Linked DNA regions of Canis lupus: region 1 is linked to region 2. The links are chromatin contacts, called in public Hi-C maps. All regions are on one chromosome and are shown on one strand. The core of a region is the stretch at or near the end of the contact, and the rest is flanking DNA. Distances in the headings are between cores, read along the strand shown. Region 1 holds the start of FOXJ3 (forkhead box protein J3). Region 2 holds the start of PPIH (peptidyl-prolyl cis-trans isomerase H).

Region 1 (4,951 bases), core at 656-3,155, 250 kb after region 2:
GCCACTCACCATCTACTCTTAGCACCGTAGCTAGAGTGGTCTTTTGAAAGCATGAGCTGCATATTGCTCCTCTGTTCAAAGCCTGGTGGTGGATTTTTTTAATTTAAGATCCTTACAGCGGCCTACAAGACCCCACTGTGACCTTATCTGTCCATTCCTGCCTCTGTTGCTCACCTTGCTCTAGTTGTTCTGGATTCTTCCTGGTTTCTAACACTTTCAGGAATGCTTTCGCCTCCGGGCCTTTCCACTAGCTAGTCCTTCAGCCTGGGACACTCCCAGACAAAGGCATGGCTCACTCCCTCACCTCTTTCAAGTTTCTCATTAAAGTCACCTCATGAATTGGGCTCTCCCTGATGGCTGTTTAAGATCCCATCCTGTAAAACCAGAATTGGAATACTAATGAATCTCCCTTCATTTCTCTTCCACTAAATCCTCTTTGCTTACCCCTATTACCTTGCTCCACACATCTAGATGTTTTGATAACTCCTCCCTCTCCTCCTCTAAATATTTTCTTTTTCTCCCTCCCTTTTGCCTCAATACTGGCCTAAGGCCATTCGCCTAGATTAACACATGAGTTTCCATGATGAAAGAAGTGAGGTATAATGAAACAGAAAAATATGAAATGCCTCAGCTGAAGCTAGAAAGGAAGCTGGACTATGAAGATGTCAGGTTTGAATTCCAGCTGGTTTTTCTCTCCTGAGCCTCAATTTCATCAGCTGCAAAGATGAGCATAAGAGTCCTTTCTCACAGACTTGCGAAAGCATTGCATGAGAGGACACGTGAAAGCACCTGGCATGTGGTCTCCACTAGCTGGACAGTCCACCAGGTCGGAGCTTTGGCTTGTTCTCCACTGAGGCCCCAGCACCTAACACATGGTTTGGCTTTGTTGAATAAACCTACTACTACTACTACTACTACTACTATTATTATTATTATTTTAAGATTTCATTTATTCACTAGAGAGAGAGCAGCACATGAGCAGGGGAGGCAGCAGAGGGAGAGGGAGAAGCAGGCTCCCCTCTGAGCAGGGAGCCCAACATGGAACGCAATCCCAGGACCCTGAGATTGTGACCTGAGTGGAATTCAGATGTATAACCAACTGTCTGGCATAACCCAGGTGCCCCAAATAAAACTAATATTGATAAATAAACTGCTATTGTTAAAAAAAAAAAAATCCCAAGCCCTACCGTCCTCCAGTTTTCTTCACATCTCTTACCCTGGTCTCTTTTCAGCCATAGCGCTGAATACCTTTTAACACACCAAATAATTTTCTTGTTAGGTTAATCGCCTTTCTCTCCACAATAAATGAAAGCTCCGAAAGGGAAGGATGCTTCCTCCTCCTCCTCTCTCTCTACTGTTTGCTGATGCATCCAAAGCACTAAAATAGTGTCTGACAACCTTAATAGTAATTGGCAAGTATTTGTTGGACAAATGCGTGAATGAACCTTTTTATTTTCAGAGACTTGCTAGCGTCTTAAATATAGAAAAGGAGGGCAGCCCGGGTGGCTCAGTGGTTTAGCGCCGCCTTCAGCCCGGGGCCTGATCCTGGAGACCCGGGATCCAGTCCCACGTCGGGCTCCCGGTGCATGCAGCCTGCTTCTCCCTCTGCCTGTGTCTCTGCATCTCTCTCTCTCCTCTCTGTGTATGCTCATGAATAAAAAATTAATTAATTAATTAAAATGGAATACAGGAGTACTTTGAATGCCCAGCGCCTAGAAATGTTTGGCCAATGGCAGGTGTTCAGTGTTTGCTGAAGGAGCTGGGTACTCAGCTCCTTAACTACCTGAGGTCTTTATCCGATTCCCTACCAGACCATTGTCAAAAAAAGGTTCCTAGGGCCAATTCGCATCGAACACTGAGCACCTACTGTGAGCTCAAATGCATGCTTGGTGCTCGCCTTTTAGAGACGTGACTGACCCAATGATGCAACAACAGATTAGAGGTCTGAACGTAATCAAGCATGAAATTACAGGGCAGATCCGCAGGGCTAATAATCTAGAGAAGGAAACCGTGAAGATTGACGTAGAAGGAGATTCCGAGTTCACGTCTTCCGAGCTACCCTTGTGCAGGTTCCACCTGTTGGGAGCAAGGACCGTAACCGGGACAACAGGTGTCGCATCAGAAGGGCCTCGGTGCTGTGCTCTCAGCAGGAAGCTAAGGCTCGACCGGGGATGGGCTCGGTGGACGGGTCTAGAAGCCTGGGCTCGACCGCGCCAGCTGCCCGCGCCGTGCAAAGGTGGAAACGGGGTCCGGTTTCCCGGCGGAGGCGGAGGCGGAGGCGGAGGCGGAGGCGGAGGCGCTCGTCGCCACCGTGAGGGGGCGGGGGGGGGGCGGACAAGGTCACAGGGCGCCGTGGCTCTGGGGCCCGAGGAGTCCGGGAGCCGCGGGTCCCTGCCGTCCCCCACTACGGGGCCGCCCCCAGTCCCCAGCCGCCGCTCGGAGGCGCAGGGACCCCCGGAAGCGCTCGGAACCGCCAGACGCGAGCCCCCGGCGCCCCGGGGCACTACTTGTCCCCGCGGAGGGATCCCGCGCGCGCCGATCCCGCGGAGGGGAGGGGACGCCGCCGACGCCGGGCCGGTGACGCGCTGACGCAGCGACGTCGCGGGGGGCGGGGCGGGAGGGGAGCGGGCCGGGAAGTAGTTCCGGGTGCGCGGCCCCGGATGTTGGCTGCTCCCGCCGCCGCCGCCGCCGTCGCCGCCGCCGCCGCCGCCGCCGCCGCAGCCGCTCTCGGCGCTGCTCGGGGCCTCGGCCGCTCGCACCAGGCGCCGTTGGGGCCTTTCCCGGGGGGCGGAGACGCACGCAGCGGCCGGGGGCTCGGCCGGGCCGTCCCGGCCTGCGCAGCCTGAGGTGAGTGCCCGCCGCCCGGGCGGCGGGGCCGAGGCGGCGGGCGAGGAGGCGGGGCTGGGGCATCTCCCGGGACGGAGGCAGGGGCTCCCCTCTCGGCCGCGGCCGTGCGGCGGGGCGGCGGGGCGGCGGCGGCTGGCGGGCGGCGAGCGCTGCGTCCCTCCCTCCCCCGCGGCGCTCGGCCTCAGCTGCTGCTGCCCCTCAGCCGGGAAGCGGCGGCTCCGCGCCTGCCGCCCCTCCCCCAGCGGGGCCCCGGGGCGCCGGACGGGCTTCCCGGGGGCGCCGAGCGCGCGGACAGCGGCCGTCCGCCCCTCCCCGGGGCCTGCCCGCCGCCCCGCCGGCCCCCGACCTCGGCACGAGGCAGCTGCTTCCCCTCCGGCCCGGGGCGGGGCGGGGCGGGGCGGGGGGGTCGGCCGCCGGGGGTGCCCTGCGGGTGCGGCCCGCGCACCCCGACGCCGCGTCCTCCGCGGGCACCGGGGCGAGCGGCCGCTCCATGCGGACGTGTTGCTGTCCCGTGTGTGTTGCATCCTGCCCACGTGGTAGGGTGTCTCCCCCCTCCCCCCTCCATTTTTCGCAGCTGGCGAGGAGGGAGGTCTGCGCCGTGCTCCGTCCTCCGAGGCTGGTCGTGGGGTCAGTGCGCGTCGCCCCGGCCGACCTTAGGTTGGGGGGCGGCGGGAGAAGCCGGCGTCGTACTCTCGGAAACTGGAAGCCGCGGGGGACGCGGCAGGGCTTACTTTCCCAGACCTCTTCCCTTCTGCGCTTTTAGCTGTTTTCGTCCCCCCCCCCCCCCCCGCCCCATCCGTTGCCTGCGACTCCACCGGAGTGTGCTCTAGCTGCTGATGCACCGAGGTGTGCAGTTTGCACTTCTCCGTTCTACTTTCTGTGTGTCTGGTTGGCAGAGGTTTTTCTTTTTCTTTTCTTTTTTCCTCCTGTGTCGCGCCAGTTTACGTCTCCGTCTCTAAGCGGATTCCCGAATGAGCGGAGTCGGGCTGGCCAGGGACCGAGCGATCGGTGGGCATCTGTTTTGTTTTTTCCAGACCCTCATTCATTCATTCATTCATTCATTCATTCATTTATTTTTATTTTTTATATTTTCCTTTTTGCTTCCCAGCGAGACGAGTGCGTGTTGTGGAAGTACTTACCTGCTTACCTGTATGGCTCTTGGAACGCGGCGCTCCGTAGTGTCCCTGAGTCCCAGAGGTCGTGGGAGCTCCTTTATATCACTTTTCCTGTTTTTTCTTTTTTTTTTTTTTTCTGTTGAGTATCTTTGCGCTCCTCTGTTTTCTGAAACTGGTTTTGAAACGCGTTTTGGGGGTAGTTTGTTTTCCTTTAATGTCCGCGTCCCAGGTTGAGGGCTCCTTGCATCTTCCCGTGTCTCGCTCCTGTGTGACCACAGATTGCTCCCTTAACAGGGCGCAGGCTGCACTCGCAGTGAGAGAAGCCTTATTCCTCCTAGACCAGAGCAAATATTTATACAAAAGCAGCAGCTCCCTTCACTTTTCTGTTTGGATGGCATATATTCATGAGGTGGGATTGAATTCTTAAAGGTTTTCGTTTTTATGAGACACCTGAGGATTTTTGTTTTCTTTTAGTGTCTCGGAGTTGAGGTGAATCTCGTTACCGATATTTGTGATACTGGGAACTTTTCATGTATTTATGAGGTGTTTGTTGGCTGGGGTCAGGACATGTTTATTTTGGCTCTCTTTGGTTCATTAGTTTGGGCCAAATAAAAAAAATCCTTAATATTACGAAGTCACTTTTTAGATTCCAAGTTGGCTGGCATTCTCTTTCTTGATTTTTTTTTTTTTTTTTTTGCGTTGTGCATTCTTTTTGAGTGTATATATATATTTCCTTTTATGTGGTACAATTGTTAGTGTATTCTATGCAAAATAAAAATATTTAAATACAGATTCTATCTGCTTTCATTATGCTAAGTATGGGTGGGGCAGTGGAAAATAGAGACTGTTTTTCTGATGTATTCTGAAGCATATTTTTTTTTAGCAAGTCAGCATTTGTGTCCTGAAAAATACTGTGCTGTGTGTGAAGTAGTCTGTGTGAAGAGACACGGGAATAAAATATGTCTCTATCTATAAATGCTTCAACTTCT
Region 2 (4,412 bases), core at 338-2,837:
TCTGCTCTTACTGGCTTTAGCTAATCAGAATCCATCCCTGGGGGTCTGGGGATGGGGGGAGAGGATGCTGAGAACACTGTTAATTGTAACCTTGCACCTACTGTTAATACCTTGGCATTTCTGCTGAATTCAGTTGGCAAAGTTCTGGTGCTAAACCGCTGAGCCACCCAGGGATCCCTTGGTTTTTAATAAGCCTTCAAATCTATTGTTGAGTTCACAAAAAACATTCCTTCTCAAGATCTAGGAATTATCCTATGGTTTTAGTTCCCTTTAAAGAAATGAATCTTACTTTCTAAAGAAAGTAAGAAATTACAGGGCAGCCCGGGTGGCTCAGTGGTTTCGTGCCTGCCTTCGGCCCAGGGTGTGATCCTGGAGACCCCGGATCAAGTCCCGCGTCCGGCTCTCTGCATGGAGCCTGCTTCTCCCTCTGCCTGTGTCTCTCATGAATAAATAAATAAAATCTTAAAAAAAAAAAAAAGTAAGAAATTACTTTTTTAGAAAGTAATTCTAAAATCCTGCAGGATGGTTTGCCAAGCCTTACCTGTGGAAGGTGCTCCCTTTGTATCCTATCGGAACCCCATCTTTTCTATAACCAAAAAGAAAGAGACTTGGAATGACGACAAGTAATGACAGGTCTTCCCAGCTTCCCACACACTCGAGCCAAGAGACTCTCTAAAGGTGGTGGGGAGGAGAGAGATAAAGGAGGCAAATGAACTGAAGACAGACCCTTGGGGTATTAACCTTCTACTACCGGCACCAGCAATCATTCAAGGCCTACGGGCGTGGTTCCCCAAAACCCCACTGCGGCCCCGGGGCACCCTTCAGGAGCGAGCAGACGAGTCAACCACGTCTGAGAGACTGACCTGAATTCTCCAGTGCAGAACTGCCTGAAAGGGAAAAGAGGGGATGCTTCAGTCTCGGTGACCCCACAGCGGGGGGCGCTCCTGGCGCAGAGGGGCGGGGAGGGGAGCGCGGCCTGAGCCCCCCGCGGGCCCGCCGGCCTCGACACCCAGAATTACGATGAACTGAGATGGGAAGGGTAAAAACGGGGACAATTCGGAGCTCCGATCTCAAGGGCGGGGAGCGGGCCGCCACGCAGGCCCGGTCCGGCTCCCGGTTCCGATGAGCATCCCCTTACCTAAAATTCTCGGCCGTCTTCGGCACAACGTCTGCAAAGAGCTCGATCTTCATGCGGCCGACCTCCTGCAGGCGGCGGGACACGGTCAGAAGGCCTCAGCGAGCAGGGATCCGGGGGGGCGGCCCGGTCCCCCCCGCCCCCCGGCGGGGCGCTGGGATGCGCGAGACGACTCCTCTCCCTCCCGAGCCCCCCGCCCCGCAGGTCGGTAGGTCCCGGTCCAGCTTCGCCTTCTGGCTTCCCGAGTCCGCTATCCCCGGGTGCGGGAGACCCTCCCGGCCGGGCCTGGAACCTCACCTGGCCGCCGATGCTGACATCAAAGAACACCACGGGATTGACGGGGCTTGAATTTGCCACCGCCATGGCTCCGACCCGGAAGCAGTAGCCGCAGGCACCGGTTCCGGCGAACCCGAGCCCCGATTTCCGGGGCTTCTACTCGCCGGCGCAGGCGCAGGCAGAGCCACCCGAGGCCAGGCCCCGCCCCCCGGAAGTCCCGCCCCGCTGCGGAGCGCTCCCGGCCTCCGGCGCCGAAACTGGGCGTCGCGGAAGTGGGCGGGGCCAAGGCCTCCGAGCCGACGTACACGGCGCGTCTTTCCCCCTCCGCTCAGTGTGCGCCGCGGCGGCGCGGGAGGCGGTGGGTCTTAGGTGCTGGACCCTGAGCGCTCGGGTTAAGCCGGAACCGGAGTTCTGGTTCTGCTCGCGAGCTGCCCCTCTTGTCACCTACAGTTCATTCCTGCTGGAGCTTTTTGTTTTTTTCCCCCTTTTAAAGATTTTCTTATTTAATCACGAGAAAGAGAGAGGCAGAGACACAGGCAGAGGGAGAAGCAGGCTCCATGCAGGGAGCCCCACGTGGGACTCGACCCCGGGTCTCCAGGGTCACACCCTGGACCGAAGGCAGGTGCTCAACCGCTGAGCCACCTGCCCCCAGCTAGAGCTTTTAAAATGAACCTGTTTATAGATCATTCCTGGCCTCCCATCCTTAGCTCTAGTGCCTACTATTGAGTAGCCCATAGTGAGGATCCAATAAATAGATTCAATGAATTGAGTGAAAAAAGGTGACCTTGGGCAAGGCTTAGAGTCACAGCCTGTATCTGATATCATAGCTATTGTGTCCTATATCCTTTGATCATCCTTTTTGGCCAGTTGTCTGCGGAAGCAGGGGTTACATGTAAAAACTCAATGTCTCAACTTAATGGTGTCTTTTTTATTTTTAGTTACTTTTCCTTTCCCCTTGGTATCCTTCTCTATCTCCAACTGAAGAGGGAGAAGAAAGAGTCCGAGGAGAGTAGGAGGGAGAGGAGCAGGATGGGAAGAAAGAACAGCAGGAGTCACCCTTCAGTATAGTTTATACCAACTATTCTAAAATAATTTTTTTTTAATTGGTAATATCCAATGTTGATGAGGTTGTGGAAAAACCAGTGCTAGTGAAAATCAGTGATGATGCCTAGCATTTGTTAAGCAGCTACTAAGTTCTAAATACACATTTCATTTACTTTGGTCCTCACAACTCTATGGGACAGGAATGACTACTGTTCCCATTTATGGATCAAGAAATTGAGGCTTAGAGAGGTTGACCATAGGGGCACCAGTGGCTCAGTCGATTAAACATCTGACTGCATCTCAACTCAGGTCTTGATCTTAGGGTGGTGTGTTCAAGCCCCACATTGGGCTCCATGCTGGGTGTGGAGCCTACTTAATAAAAAGAAAAGACAAGAAAAAAAGTCTGACTATAGAAACATTATGTTGACACAAGTTTTTCTTTTTCTTTTTTTTTTAAAGCAACACTACAAGTGATATACCAAAACTGTGTAACATTTGTGTCTTCTGGCCCATAACTGCCAATCTTTTCTGGAGTAACTCGAGAGAAAAGAAGAGTTATATTCGCAAAGACTTTCACCACAGCATAATCTCAAATAGTGAAAAAGCAGAAACAACTTGAATGCAAACAAGATAATTTATAGAACATCAACGTGATAGAATATCATGTGGCTACTGAAAGAATAATTATGAAGACTGCTAAAACACAGGAAAATGTTTTATGGTGTATATATATGTTTTTTTAAAGATCTTATTTATTTATTTATTTATTTATTTATTTATTTATTCATGATAGACATAGAGAGAGAGAGGCAGAGACACAGGAGGAGGGAGAAGCAGACTCCATGCCTGCAGCCTGACTTGGGACCCGATCCCAGGACCGTAGGATGGCGCCCTGGGCCAAAGGCAGGCACTAAACCGCTGAGCCACCCAGGGATCCCCTGTTTTATGGTATATTAAGCTAAAAATCAGACTGTGAAAATGAACCTATAACAACCACTTAAAAAATATATGCATTTGAATAAGAACCAAAAAGGAATATATGAAAATAGTTGTGTTAAGAATACCGGATTAGAGGAGATTTTTCTCTTTAAAGTATTTGCTTTAATATGATTATGTTGTTTTTACTTTTCAAAAATAATTAATACCCATGATAATAGGGGGAAAGTGCTGAATTAGACATATATGTGCTCTGCTGAACAGAACACTAAGTAAACCATTGAACTTAAGTCATTATTATTGATCAATACAAAGTTACTTGAGGATATCAAACACACTTGAGAAATATATTTTTATAACTGGTTTAATGAATTTATCAGCAATTTCAAAGACTCTCAGTTGATGTCCAGTGGGGATCTGTGGTAATTCTTCTCCATGTCATGTTCCACCCTCACACCCAAGCTTTAAGTTAGCAGCTTCGATCAGTCTAGTTTTAGCCACCAGTGATTTTATGGTTCTGACTTTTGGTCTTGTTCTTGGATGCACTGTGTCTCTTTCAGAATAGTCACTTTTATGTATCCAGCTTCAGAATTCTGTGAACCCTAAAGAGACTTGGGGGACTTCAAGGTTTGCGATTGCTTCTTCTGACTTACGTTCCTCAAGCTCTTGAAGGTTTCTGACTGACTGTACCAAACCTCTTCCTGAAAAACTAAGAATGGCCATTTGTGAGGACTTTGTTAAAATGGGATCTCTTGATAGCACTCTGGGATTACAGGGATAAGGTATCAATTGGATTTCAGTTTTTTACAAGAGTCAAATACAAAGAAAGTCAAGTAACATTTACCTTAAATTTATGTTCAGGGATTACCTTCTACCTTAAGTCAAGATTCTGTCAGATATGGGGGTGAAGAGGTGGAAAACAGAGAAGGAAATGGAAAAAGATTCAAGTACTAAGTATAGAAAAATCGCCCCCAAATGCTATGCTTTGTCAAGCTAGCAACTCAGGAGGGGTTAGGCTGCC

What was found. A called contact is a pair of places that touch in the nucleus more often than the background predicts.
Region 1: a contact with region 2 is called in a Hi-C map of blood, with 4 times the contacts expected there. The contact joins the promoter of FOXJ3 here to the promoter of PPIH in region 2. A contact is called at or near these places in 2 of 9 Hi-C or Micro-C datasets (amygdala and blood).

Annotation. Positions count from the first base shown.
Region 1 is chr15:1,007,002-1,011,952 of UU_Cfam_GSD_1.0, forward strand. It overlaps FOXJ3 (forkhead box protein J3), which reads left to right and starts at 1,906. Exons shown (of 13, transcript XM_038557690.1): 1 at 1,906-2,110. The coding sequence starts at 1,921.
Region 2 is chr15:755,424-759,835 of UU_Cfam_GSD_1.0, forward strand. It overlaps PPIH (peptidyl-prolyl cis-trans isomerase H), which reads right to left and starts at 1,588. Exons shown (of 11, transcript XR_005370055.1): 1 at 1,433-1,588; 2 at 1,139-1,203; 3 at 864-887; 4 at 542-586. It overlaps CCDC30 (coiled-coil domain-containing protein 30), which reads right to left. Exons shown (of 16, transcript XM_038557665.1): 16 at 3,738-4,100. The coding sequence ends at 3,977.